2 separate regions of the Mus musculus genome follow, and region 1 is linked to region 2. Evidence: chromatin contacts called from public HiChIP or PLAC-seq data. All regions are on one chromosome and are shown on one strand. Each heading gives the region's core, a stretch centred on a gene start, on an enhancer-like site or on the middle of the called end of the contact. The rest is flanking DNA. Distances are from core to core; before and after follow the strand shown.

Region 1 (5,747 bases), core at 1,686-4,185, 380 kb after region 2:
GTAGGGGAGTGGGGGTGGGTGGGTATGGGGGACTTTTGGTATAGCATTGGAAATGTAAATGAGCTAAATACCTAATAAAAAAATGGAAGAAAAAAAAAAAGAAAACCCATACTGGTTTTCTTGGTCTACATTTCATCCCATCTCAGTATCCCACACAATTATTGTCTTTTTCGGAGTCTCGTTATGTATCCCAGGCTGGCCCTGGATTCACTTCACAGCTGCTGTATCACTTTCCCTGGGGAGATGTGACAAATATCTATGCATCCCAGACAGGACGTTGAAGACAGACCAAAGAGACAGTTCCATTTAAAACCTACCCCAGTGAACCAGTGAGTTTTTTAGAGTTACTTACAGAAGTGTGAGAGAGATTACTCACAAGGGCATTACTGAGGGGTTACTCACAGGAGCAGGGAGTTCAAGGGCAACTATGTCACTAAGAAGTCAACTCCAGCACAATAATGACTCACAAAAAGCTGTATCCCTAAAGCTACCTGTGCAGCTTGCAGACAACTCTTAGAGTCTCCTCTTCTCAGCCACTGTTACTACTTACATAGCCTTGGGGAGAGACCTTGTGAATCTTGTAAGTTTCAGGAAGTTCCTGAGCCTTGCAATTTTAGTTTACTTCCTGGGCCTTGAATATATCAGTGAGTGGCCTCTCTCCTCAATAGCAGTCCAGGCTCTGTAGTCTTGTTTGGTTTTTTTTTTTTTTTTTTTTTTTTGAGACTTTCTTTTCCTAAACAGAATTCATAGTCATTGCCCCATGTTTTCAAAAATACACTATAAACCTGTGTGGTGGTTTGAATAGGAGTAGTCCCCAGAGGCTCATAAATTTAAAGGATTGGTCATTAGGGAGTGGTATTACTTGACAGGGATTAGGAGGTGTGGCCTTGTTGGAGTAGGTGTGGTCTTGTTGGAATCAGTGTGGTCTTGTTGGAGGAAGTCGTCACTGGGGATGGGCTTTGGGGGTCTCAAATGCTCAACCCAGGGCCAGACTCTCTCTCTTCATGCTGCCTCCAGATCTGGATGTAGAACTCTCAACTGTTACAGCGCCAAGTCTGCCTGTGCTCCACCATGCTCTTCCACCTGACAATAATAAGCTAAGTCTCTGATGCTGTAAGCAAGCCACAATTAAACGCTTTCCTTTATAAGAGTTGCCATGGTCTTGGTGTCTCTTCACAGCAGTAGAACACTGAGTACACTGACTAAGACAGCCTGTGAGGATTCATTTTTATAGTTAGCCTGACAGGATTTAGAATCTCCTGGGAGACCATCTCCGAGTGTGTCTGTGTGTGTCTGTGTGTGTGTGTGTGCGCGCGTGTGTTTATGTTTCTGTGTGTGCATGTATGCATGTGTGTGTATGTGAGGGTGAAGAAGTTGTGGGGAAAGTGTGTGTGTGTGTGTGTGTGTGTGTGTGTGTTTTCAGAGAAGTTTAACTGAAATGAGAAGGCCCACCCTTAACAGGCAGCAGAAGCCTTTGTGTGCTGGCATCTCAGACTGAAAGAGGAAAAGGTCACATGTCTCTCTGCTTCCTGGCTGAGCTCACAGTGTGACCCAAGGCCTGCAACACCCCCTGTGTCTCAAACTGTGAGGCAGAACAAACCCCTCCTTCTTAAGCAGCTACTGTCTGGTATCTTGTCACAACCAGGGAGAGAAACATAAGACAAAAGCCAATGCTTCACCCACATCCCTAACTTCACACACACACACATACCCTAACACACAGACACACACACATACCCTAACACACACACACACACCTTAACACACACAGCCACACACACACACACCCTAACACATACAGCCACACACACACACCCTAACACACACACAGACACACACACACCCTAACACACACAGACACACACCCTAACACACATAGCCACACACACACCCTAATACACACAGACACACACACCCTGACACACACACAGACACACACACACACCCTAACACACACAGACACACACACACACACCCTAACACACACATAGACACACACACATACACACACAGCCACACACACATACACACATGCCCACACCCCCCCCCATGCATTCTATTCAGCATTGGCATTTCTAACTTCAAGATGAACTTTGAGTGTGAGTATGCCTTCCTGCAGTTATGAGCTGTGCTCCAGTAGACAGTGTAAACCTCTTCCCACATCCCAGAAGTTCCCTGAGCCCCACTCGGTCCTCTGACTTCCTGAACTCTGCAGCCAGATGGGCCTCCAGAAAATGCAGACATTTAAGCTGCTGCCAGAGACCCAGGGTGAACCTCTACCAGGCCCTGCCTGGCTGATTCTTCCTCTATGGCGTTCGTCCCTGACCTAAACGGCTAAGTTCCTCTGAGCTGTCTGAGGCTCGCTTTCAGGGTAAACCCTGTGTGGTTAGAATTCCCAGGGACCCGGGTCCAAAGTGCAGTCCCAGCTTCTGGACCCTCTTTAAATGAGCACACAAAAGAGGGTCACAAGACAGGACATGTGCACATCCGGGATGGTTGGTGATGGCCACTCTGTGGTCATCTTCCAAAGCCCGTGCTCCCTGGCTGGCTGTGCCTGGGCTATTTGGGAGAACACGCTGTTCCAGGCCAGAACAGTCTGGCTCTTCCAAGAACTGAAGATGAAAGGCCCTGGGCTTCTGTAGTTCGTTAACAATTCCTTTCTTCCCTTTGCCCAGCAGAAGTTTCCATTCAACCATGGAAACATTTTTCAAATTAACTGTCCCCTCCCAGAACTGCTTGGCTTGGAGGCTGAGGAGAGATAGGGGCCTGGGCTTCCTCACAGTCTAAGTGACTGGAGATATCTGTTCCCACTTTGGAGGCTTGGGGCCCTGGGGGCAGGCCCTTCTGCTTCCAGATGGGCTGAGAGGCCACTCAGGAGAGCAAGGGTCAGAGTGCAGCTGGCCAGTGGACACTGCTCAGTCTTTGAGCTTCTGCCAGCTGTGGCTGAGGAACGAAGGATGGGACTCCAGAGAGGGGACACCAGGGAGGGGACACCAGGAGGGAGACATCAGGGAGGAGACACCAAGGAGGGGACACCAGGGAGGGGACACCAGGGAGGAGACACCAGGGAGGGGACTCCAGAGAGGGGACACCAGGGAGAGACACACCAGGGAGGGGACACCAGGGAGCCTCTGTCATTCATTTGTGTTCCTCAATAGTCATTCTTCAGCTAGATATGGACATGCCCCCATGGGTGAGGACTAGGCTGGGCTTGGAGACAGACAGGCACTCTCTCTCTCTCTCTCTCTCTCTCTCTCTCTCTCTCTCTCTCTCTCTCTCACACACACACACACACACACACACTTTTGTCAACTTGCTGTGAGGACCCTGAGGGGAGTCAGCACTGGCACACTGCATTCACTGCACTGAGGAGAACCTATTTTCTGGTTCTAATTGTGAGCCACAAACTGGGCTTGATGTTGACGTTCTAAAATCTCGGCATCAAGGGCTAGATAGAGAGAAGGCTCAGCGGTTCAGAACACTGACTGTCCTTCCACAGGACCAGGGTTCAAATCCCAGGACCCACATGTCAGCTCACAACCATCCATAACTCCAGTTCTGGAAGATCTGATACCCCCAGACGGACAGGCATGCAGGCAAAACACCAATGCACATAAAATTAAAATCGTTTTTTTTTTAACAATCTTTGCATTGAGTGGGTGGCTTATGCCTTTTACCTCAGCACTATCTCTGGCCCAGAACACCACTCCTGAACACCGGCAACAGTGAACTGGAAGGACTCTATAATAGCGTCCAGGGGAATTGAGCATGGTGGCATATATCCAGTAACCCCACTGCTGTGGAGGCTGAAACAGAAGACTGCAAGCTCAAGCCAGCCTGGGCTGTGAGTCAAAACCTAGAGAACTGTACCAATGTGCACAACCAGACCCTTGTCAGAGCCCCTTGCAGACAGAGAAGGGACTCTAGCCAGCCGGAGCACGCCACACATAGTTCTGTCAGGCCTTGCCCTTCTCTCCCATGCCCTCTGCCTCGCATTCCTAAAGCTGGCCACCAAAGTCTATTCGCTTATTTGTCTACTTGTCCTGAGGCTGACTGACTACCAAGGTCCAGCTATCAAAGTATTGACATCCAGCAATCGAAAGCTTTGGCTCACCTAGTTAACCTGCCTAATCAAAATTAAACACTGCATCCTAACGCAGGGTTTCCCCCTTTTATCTTCATAAACTGCCATTTGCCTAAGGGCCACGTCTGCCTTCTCACTATCCAGAGGCAGACCTGTGCCTCTCGACTCTGGGACAAATGCCCTTGCCCTCTCTCCCTTGTCCACTCCCCCTTCTCCCTTGTCCCCTCCCCCTTCTCCCTTGTCCCCTCCCCCTTCTCCCTCATGTCCTGTCTTTGACTCTTATTCCCTGCACTTTGTCTCTCTGGGGCAACTACATCTCCTTTGTGCTGAGAACTTGATCTTGGGGGGTCTTGAGCCGATATCCATCTCTTACAGTCAGCACCCAGAGCCCACAGCCACTCCAGACATCCAAGCCAGCCTGAGTCAGGCAGATGCCCTGGGATCCATCTGGACAACCGATGGCAGCCATAAAGGACTGATTGCCTGATGCCCCCTGGCACTATGAGGCCAATCATTTCTCTCTCATGATCTCAGGCCCTCTCAACACCCTGCTACTTAATGAACCAAGAAACTGAACATCAGAGAGACAAGGTGCTGGCGTGAAACTGCACAGCACACTGAAGCAGAGCCTGGGCTAGCAGACTCGAGGTCTGGGATGCACCTCCCCAGAGGCACCATTCAGCCAAGAAACTCTACCACATCGACACATTTGGGCACACATTCTATCTCATCTGACCCCAGAAACTAAGGAGGCTCAGTCCCGGTTGGCACTTAGATGGGAGAAATATTTATAAAAAGTGTCTGCCATATGCCAAAGCCTGGATCTCTGGAGACCCCAGTAGGCAAGGCTCAGCTCACAAGAGCCTGGCTTCCAAGAAAGCCTTCCACACTGGCCAGGACTGCTTAAATCTTGAGGCTTTTATTCAAAAGGGTTTGGTTAAAGTGTTCACTCCACTCCTCTGCTCCTTCCAAACTTACATGAGTCACTTGTTGGTTCAGACCCAGGGGTGGGGCTGAAGGCTCACACAGACTGGGCATGGTCACCAAGACCTCAGCACCAGGCTCTCCAGTACAGTAGGAGCACTATCTGAGAAGAAGATGCTGGGAGAGCCATGACTTACTTAGCCTGTGCAACTATATACTAACCAGAAGGGATAGCCTGTGTTTCGGATGGCCTTGTCTCTCTGACTCTCTTCCCGAAGCTGTAGAACAGGGGGCAGGAGTTCCTCTTACACAGCTAGGCACCTTGTGAGGCACCAGGTTTGTGGGTCCCAGGAATTGAACTCAGGTCATCAAGCTTAGCAACAATCACCTTCACTGCCTGAGTCATGTTGCCGGCCCCTCATCCTGGATCTCTACCCACAGTCTCACACTCTCAGCTTCGCATGATGCCATTCCCTCGGGCACAGGTTCCGCCACGGAGCATCTGAGAAGCATCTCAGAGCTGAGGGGGGAGCCTACCAAGTGCCATGGATCCTGGCGGGAGACACCAGACGAGTGCAAATAAATCAAGGACCGCGGTGGCAAGGTAGCAGCAGGAGCCAGAGGGTCTGTATTGTCACTGCACGTTTACAGCAGCAACATAGAGTGGCATGGGCCCCCATGCTGGACAGCAAGCAGGCACCTGGAACTCAGGGATCCTGGGCAGCAGAACTCTGCCATC
Region 2 (5,845 bases), core at 403-2,902:
GTGTCTGCCCATAAAAGCCAATGCCTGTTGGGAAATCTGTTTTCTAGAAGACCCCCCACCCTGACCTCTGTGTCAAGGACCAGTGGCTGCCTTGCTGTGTGGATCAGGGAGGGGCGGTGCTCTCTACAGTGAGGTCAAACAGCTCTTCCTTTCTGTCTAAAGTTCTGCTGCTGAGTGACCCAGGCTTGTCTCTTTCAACAGCTCTTGAAAGGCCAGTGGGAGAGTCTATCTGGATGTGCAAGGCTTCTGGTAGCCACCCTCCTTGTTTGTTTTTTTCCTTTCTGTCTTTTTGAGACAGGGTCTCTCTATGTAGCCCTGGCTGTCTTGGAATTCGCTGTGTAGACCAGGCTGGCCTTGAACTTACAGAGATCTGCCTGCCTTCGGAGTGCTGGGATCAAAGCAACGTGCCCCCCATGCCCTTGTTTGTTTCTGTAGGACTGTGGCAATGAGGCACCAGAACCTCATTAGTTAGAACGGGAGTCTGTGTGTTGCCTTACAGCCCTGAACGTCATCAGTCAGGATCAGGGCTGGGCTTTCCAGCCTTCTGGAGGCTTCGATGAGTTTTCATCTCTGACCTCTTCCAGTTCTGAAAGGACCCGTGCTGTCCCCGCCATCCCCCCAGCCATCAGCACACTGCATCTCCCAGTCTGTCTCTGTTCCAGGCTTCTCTTCCTGCCTGGAGACCCCATGGGGTTGCTTGTACTACCCAAGCTAACTTCAGTATACATTCATTTTTTTCATCACAGAAGGGGAAGCACCATGCAACCATAAAAGATGTAGGAGAAAGAGGTCCAGGGAGTTACAGCGAGAATCCCCAGGCAGGAATGATGGCAGATGCCTGTAATCCCACTCAGCAATTGGACCAATGAGGCAGGAGAAGGCCTGTGAGTCTGAGGCTAGCCTGGGCTACGTATCAAGATTGTTCTCCAAAGACCAAAATAGGGAAAATAACTGCAAATAAATGATTGATTAAAGCTGCAGATTGCTGGCCCAGTTGCTCCTGAACTCACTGAGGATTAGCCAGCTGTTCTCTGAGCAGTTTGCTCTCTGCCTGATGCCCTGAGGAGCCAGGAGACAAGCAGGTGACACGCCTGCCCTTTACAGAAGTGATGGCAGCTAAACCTTTGGCGCAGATGTGCCAAACTGTGACAATGCCTCGAAGAAAGGAGCTGTCAAGGGAGGCCAATGTGTTGGGGAAGTGCGTGGGATCCGTGGGTTCCAAGAGTGTCAGGGGCAGGGAGCGTGTCTACATAGGCTCTTAGCCCTGGCTCCTCATCTGCCAAGCTTGCAGAGTCCAGTGCTAGTGTTCTGAGCACCCCTCCCCCCGTCCCCGCCCCCCAACCCAGGTCTTTGCTTTTTATCTCAGCCAAAGAAGATTAAACTGGACCTGCCTCCCGAACGAAGTCTCGTCAGACAGCCATAGTACAGATGACCACTAGAGGGCGCCATGTACATAGCGTTCCTGCTCTCAGCCCAGTTTGGGGGCGGGGGGAGTGGTTCTCCCCGTGGCAGGTGTACAGTAGAGCTCTTTTGTTGTTGTTGTTAATGGCTTAATGATTTAATCTTCTTATTTTCTCAGCAGAACCGCTTTGGACTTCTGGGTATGTGGGAACATTACCGATCAGATTAATTACCGCTGGTTCCACAGCTGGGAAGCGGGCCTCGCCGGCTCCGCTGAGGAGTGACTCTCCTGCTGCCATTTCTGCTCTCATTCCTGTTCTACACAGTGCATTTCTCTATCTGTATTGAGCTTGACCAGGCTTGTTCTGCCGCTTCGAGCGACCAGCAGATTTCATTCCCAGTCTGCCTTGGTGAGCAAGCAACCTGTATAGCTTTCTCAGAGGGATGGCACGATGTGTGTTCACCACCGGCAGGGAAATCTGCATTTTGCTCTTTTGCTGTTTATTTGTTTGTTTGTATTTGGGGTGTTGCACGCTCTTCTCTCTCCGAATTCTTCTGCACCTCCCCCCAACCATGATTAAAATCACTTGTCGAAAGGCAGTGGAATTGATTGAAAGGAAGTGGGATCAAAAGCAACCCTTCCTAAGTTGGGGACTCCAAGGCTTGCGGCAAAAGGCCTGCTGTGTGGCCTGGGGTTAAGAGTCATTGATCATCAGCACCTGAGCTGAGGGTCTGAGCCAAGAGAACAGATGATGATCAGGGGAGCCCTTCTGTGCGGGGCTGGGGTGTAGGGTGCAGCTTCAAAAGCAGGGAATCAAGTCATAGGGCTGAAGTCCTCTAGACTAGCCAGTATGCTGTGTGACTCTGCAGTGGTGACACTGGCTGGACATGGTGTCACATACTGTAGTCCCAGCACTTTGGGAGGCCCGAGGCAGGAGGATTGAGAGTTCCAGGACAGCCTGAGCCACCGGGCTGGCTAGTTTTATGACAACTTGACACAAGCTATAGTCATCTGGGAGGAGGGAACCTCAATTGGAAAAAGGTCTCCATAAGGTTGGGCTGTGGGCAAGCCTATTAGAGCATTTTCTTAATTAGTGATTGATGGGGGAGGGCAGTGATTAGTGATTGTGGGCAGGGCCATCCCCAGGCTGGTGGTCCTGGGTTCTATAAGAAAGCAGGTTGAGCAAGGCAGGGGAAGCAAGCCAGTAAGCAGCACCTCTCCATGGCCTCTGCATCAGCTCCTGCCTCCAGGTTCCTGTCCTGCCTGAGTTCCTGTCCTGACTTCCTTCAGTGAGGGACTATGATCTGGAGGCATAAACCAAACCAGCCCTTTCGCCATAGCAATAGTAACCTTAACTAAGACAGTGTCCAAAAGGAAGGACTAGGGACGTAATTCAATGGCAGAGCATTTGCCTAGTGTGTGTGAGTCCCTGGGTTTGACCCTAGCGGCAACCTGGGGTACCTGAAGTTGAGGTTCCAGCAGTCTCTGACCTTCCCCAGTGGCCTGTGCTGTTTGCTGGCCCTCACTGCTCCATAGCTGTGGTCCACACTTCCTTTCCCCCTGGACTGGGCCTGCATTTTCAGCTTTACCACAGCCCTTTGAGCTTAGATGGCCCTGAGCCTCCCATAGGCACTGTGCTGGTTTGAGTCTGACACCTGCTCTTTGCAGGGACTTTGGAGGGCCTGTGCCTCTGCAGCGTCGTCTGCAGCCAGGGATGAGCCATGCTTCATCCTGCTTATTCCCGTAGCCTTGGTGTGCATGTGCGGAGATCTTACAACCCACACCTCAGGAGCCTGGGCAGAGATTCCAGGAGCTTCCGAATTGGTTGAGCCTCGTCTTTAGGGTGGGTGTTTGACATCTGGGTCCTTTGAGAATTGGTGACGTTGGTACCTGCTCTCCGAATCCCCTGAGCATTGTTTGGTGAGGTCCTCTGCCCTTGGCACTGGCTTCCAAGCTGAGCCTTCCAGAACATGGATTTGACTCAGTTCTCTTCAGGTGAGCTCAGGTGAAGTGAGTAAGTGCCCAAATGTGGCCCAGCTATGTGATGGGGTGAGGAGTAGGGGCAGAGAGACTTAAATCTTATCCTTAGCCACTCTCCATGTAGCGGAAAGTTGTTACAACGGCCCTGTGATCCTGCCTACCTACTATTATCTGTCCCCTGTGGTAAGAGATGCGGTGTCCACAGCTGTTCCGTGAGGCTTTCCTCCCTGTTTCTCTGTCTGGATTGTAGGGACCTTCAGAACTGGAAGATGACTTCCGGGCATGCATAGGCAGATGGGAAATTCTGGATGCAGTTCCAACAGTAACTGTGGGACGTGGTGCCAGGGAGGATGCCCAGGCTGAGTAAAGGCACCGTGGTCTGAGCTCTTAGGGGAGGCAGTGTCTGCCAGAGGGGGCAGAACAAGAGGTGCTAGAAAAGTCAGTTGGCTGGGGACACTGTGGCAGGTGTGGACCGGATTCTGGAGGCAGAGGAGGACTGTGCTGGGGGGATGGACTGGATGGGTCAGTGGTTAGGGAGCACACTGGCTTGGGTTAGAGGAGGGCAAACCCAAGGTGTTAGAGACCAGTCAAAGCTCACATCTGGCTGACAATGGGCTCACCTCCAGAATTCTCCCTGTTGTGTTTAGGGCAGTGGTTCTCAACCTTCCTGATGCTGCGACCCTTTAATACAGTTCCTCATGCTGTGGTGACCCCCACCCCCGCAACCACCAAATTATTTCATCGCTACTTCATAACTGTAATTTCGCTCCTGTTATGAATCATAATGTAAATATCTGATATGCAGGGTATCTGATAATGCAACCCCAAAGGGGGTCTTGACCCTCAGGTTGAGAGCCTACAGGATAGAGGGTGGATTGAAGAAGCCCATGAGGTTTTGCATGTGAGGAGACAGCTAGGCTGCCTTTTATCCTTCAAGGACCGTGTTCTCTGTGAGCGAGGCCGCCTTGGCTCTCCCACCCCTGATTCAGCCTGCCCAGGGAGCCTATATGGAAAGCTTGACATTTTATTGTGAACCCGGAAACCTTCTTCCTATTGAAGTTATTTTTTCTGTAGTTCTAAAATTTTCCTGATCACCCTGGGGGACAGAGGGGAAGAAAAAGACTGTGTGAGGGCTGAAGGAATTGTCTGTTTAACCCTAGCTCCGAGCTTCAGCTTCACACACACACACACACACACACACACACACACACAGAGAGAGAGAGAGAGAGACACACACACACACATGATATCAGGCATTGTGCACTCCTCAGACCTAGTTCCTGAGACAGATGCATTCTGCCTGGCATGGGGGAGGGGAGTGTCTCTGTGTCAGGGAAACCTGTGTGAATACTTGGTCTGCCCTTCAAAGTAGAGGAGGCTGAGGGTGGCTCAAGGCTGCCTCCCCTGCCCCCACTCAACCCCTAATCTCCTGGCAGCATCCTTCCTCTTGCCTCTATAAGACTGTGTTGTGGTAATTGGGTTCTTGGTGACCCACGACTGCTGGGCTAATGTGAGCCTTAATGGGAGACCTCTTTTCCATCAGTGAAATGGCCAGAGGTGATCTGTAGGTGACAGTCACTGTCTGTGCTCTGGGTAGCTATCCCTGGCTGAAGTCTCTTTGCTCTCTCTACTTGCCATGCATCCTCTGTACACGAAGCCTGGGCCTGGCTTTGTGCTGGATGCATGACCACGGGGATGATCTGAGGCCTGGTCCTGGGTATGAGTATGTCCCCAGGCTAAGAGTTTGCCGCTGTCACATGAACGGTGAATCATGGGAACCTAGAAGAGTGGCCCTAGTTCCTTCCAGGGTGGCGGGTACACTGAGAGGGTATTCTAGGCACTTTTAAAGAGGTAAGATAAGAGAAGGCCTCTTCCAGGGTCCGCCAGTATCGGGGTGTGGTCTACAGGACCTGGCTCCAACTGGCTTTGAGGAAGGTACAGGGGTGGGGAAGGAGGGGATACTGCTAGATTTATGGAAGGCCAGTCTCTCATCAGGAATCTCTGGGAACCCCCAAGGGCTTTACTCTGGAGCTCTCCACCCTGGGCAATGACTGGGACAGCTTGGGGTGCTGAGAAGATGGCTGAGTCTGATGGGATCCCCTCTGTTTAACATGATAGTTGACCGAAAGGCCCAGAGTGTCCCGGTGTCAGGTATGGCTCTCACAGACAGTTACATCACACTGGTACCTGTGGAGTGAGCCAGTGCAAACTTGGCTATTGGAGCTGGAGTATGATGGCAGAGAGTGGCCATCCGCAGGTGAGCTGGAGGCAGGCTCCACCCTCCAACAGCCTTCCTGGATCCCAGAGGCTCTCGGGATCTTACTTAGACAGTCTCAACTGGGCGCATCTGCAGCAGTGGCTCCTGATGTGGGGCCACTGGCCTCCTTTTCAATGTACCTCATTAAGATGCACACACTTTTATTTTTAGTGTCTGAACCTATTTTTTTCTTGTGAAGTAGAATG

The links. HiChIP or PLAC-seq counts read pairs in DNA pulled down with a chosen protein or histone mark.
Region 1: an H3K4me3 HiChIP or PLAC-seq map of forebrain shows a contact between it and region 2, with 7 times the contacts expected there. The contact joins two enhancer-like sites. A contact is called at or near these places in 4 of 15 datasets of contacts at CTCF or cohesin (CD8 T cells, the NIH/3T3 cell line and embryonic stem cells), 30 of 484 Hi-C or Micro-C datasets (CD4 T cells, the HL-1 cell line, the MC3T3-E1 cell line and 18 more), 12 of 115 datasets of contacts at active chromatin or transcription factors (T-cell acute lymphoblastic leukemia, embryonic basal ganglia, embryonic forebrain and 9 more) and 4 of 9 other capture datasets (adipose tissue, embryonic stem cells, liver and 1 more).

The regions. Positions count from the first base shown.
Region 1 is chr15:84,637,071-84,642,817 of GRCm38.p6, forward strand. No RefSeq gene overlaps it. Among named protein-coding and RNA genes, the nearest start is that of Gm34201, 13 kb to the left of the region's middle. Within about 2 kb of position 2,936, at least 83 of the 459 cell types and tissues checked have an H3K27ac peak or open chromatin away from gene starts, as enhancers often do. A contact at or near this core is called in cerebral cortex and forebrain, where this site is marked.
Region 2 is chr15:84,259,064-84,264,908 of GRCm38.p6, forward strand. The region is part of intron 1 of Parvb (parvin, beta); the gene reads left to right. Among named protein-coding and RNA genes, the nearest start is that of Gm33723, 22 kb to the left of the region's middle. Within about 2 kb of position 1,653, at least 25 of the 459 cell types and tissues checked have an H3K27ac peak or open chromatin away from gene starts, as enhancers often do. A contact at or near this core is called in cerebral cortex and forebrain, where this site is marked.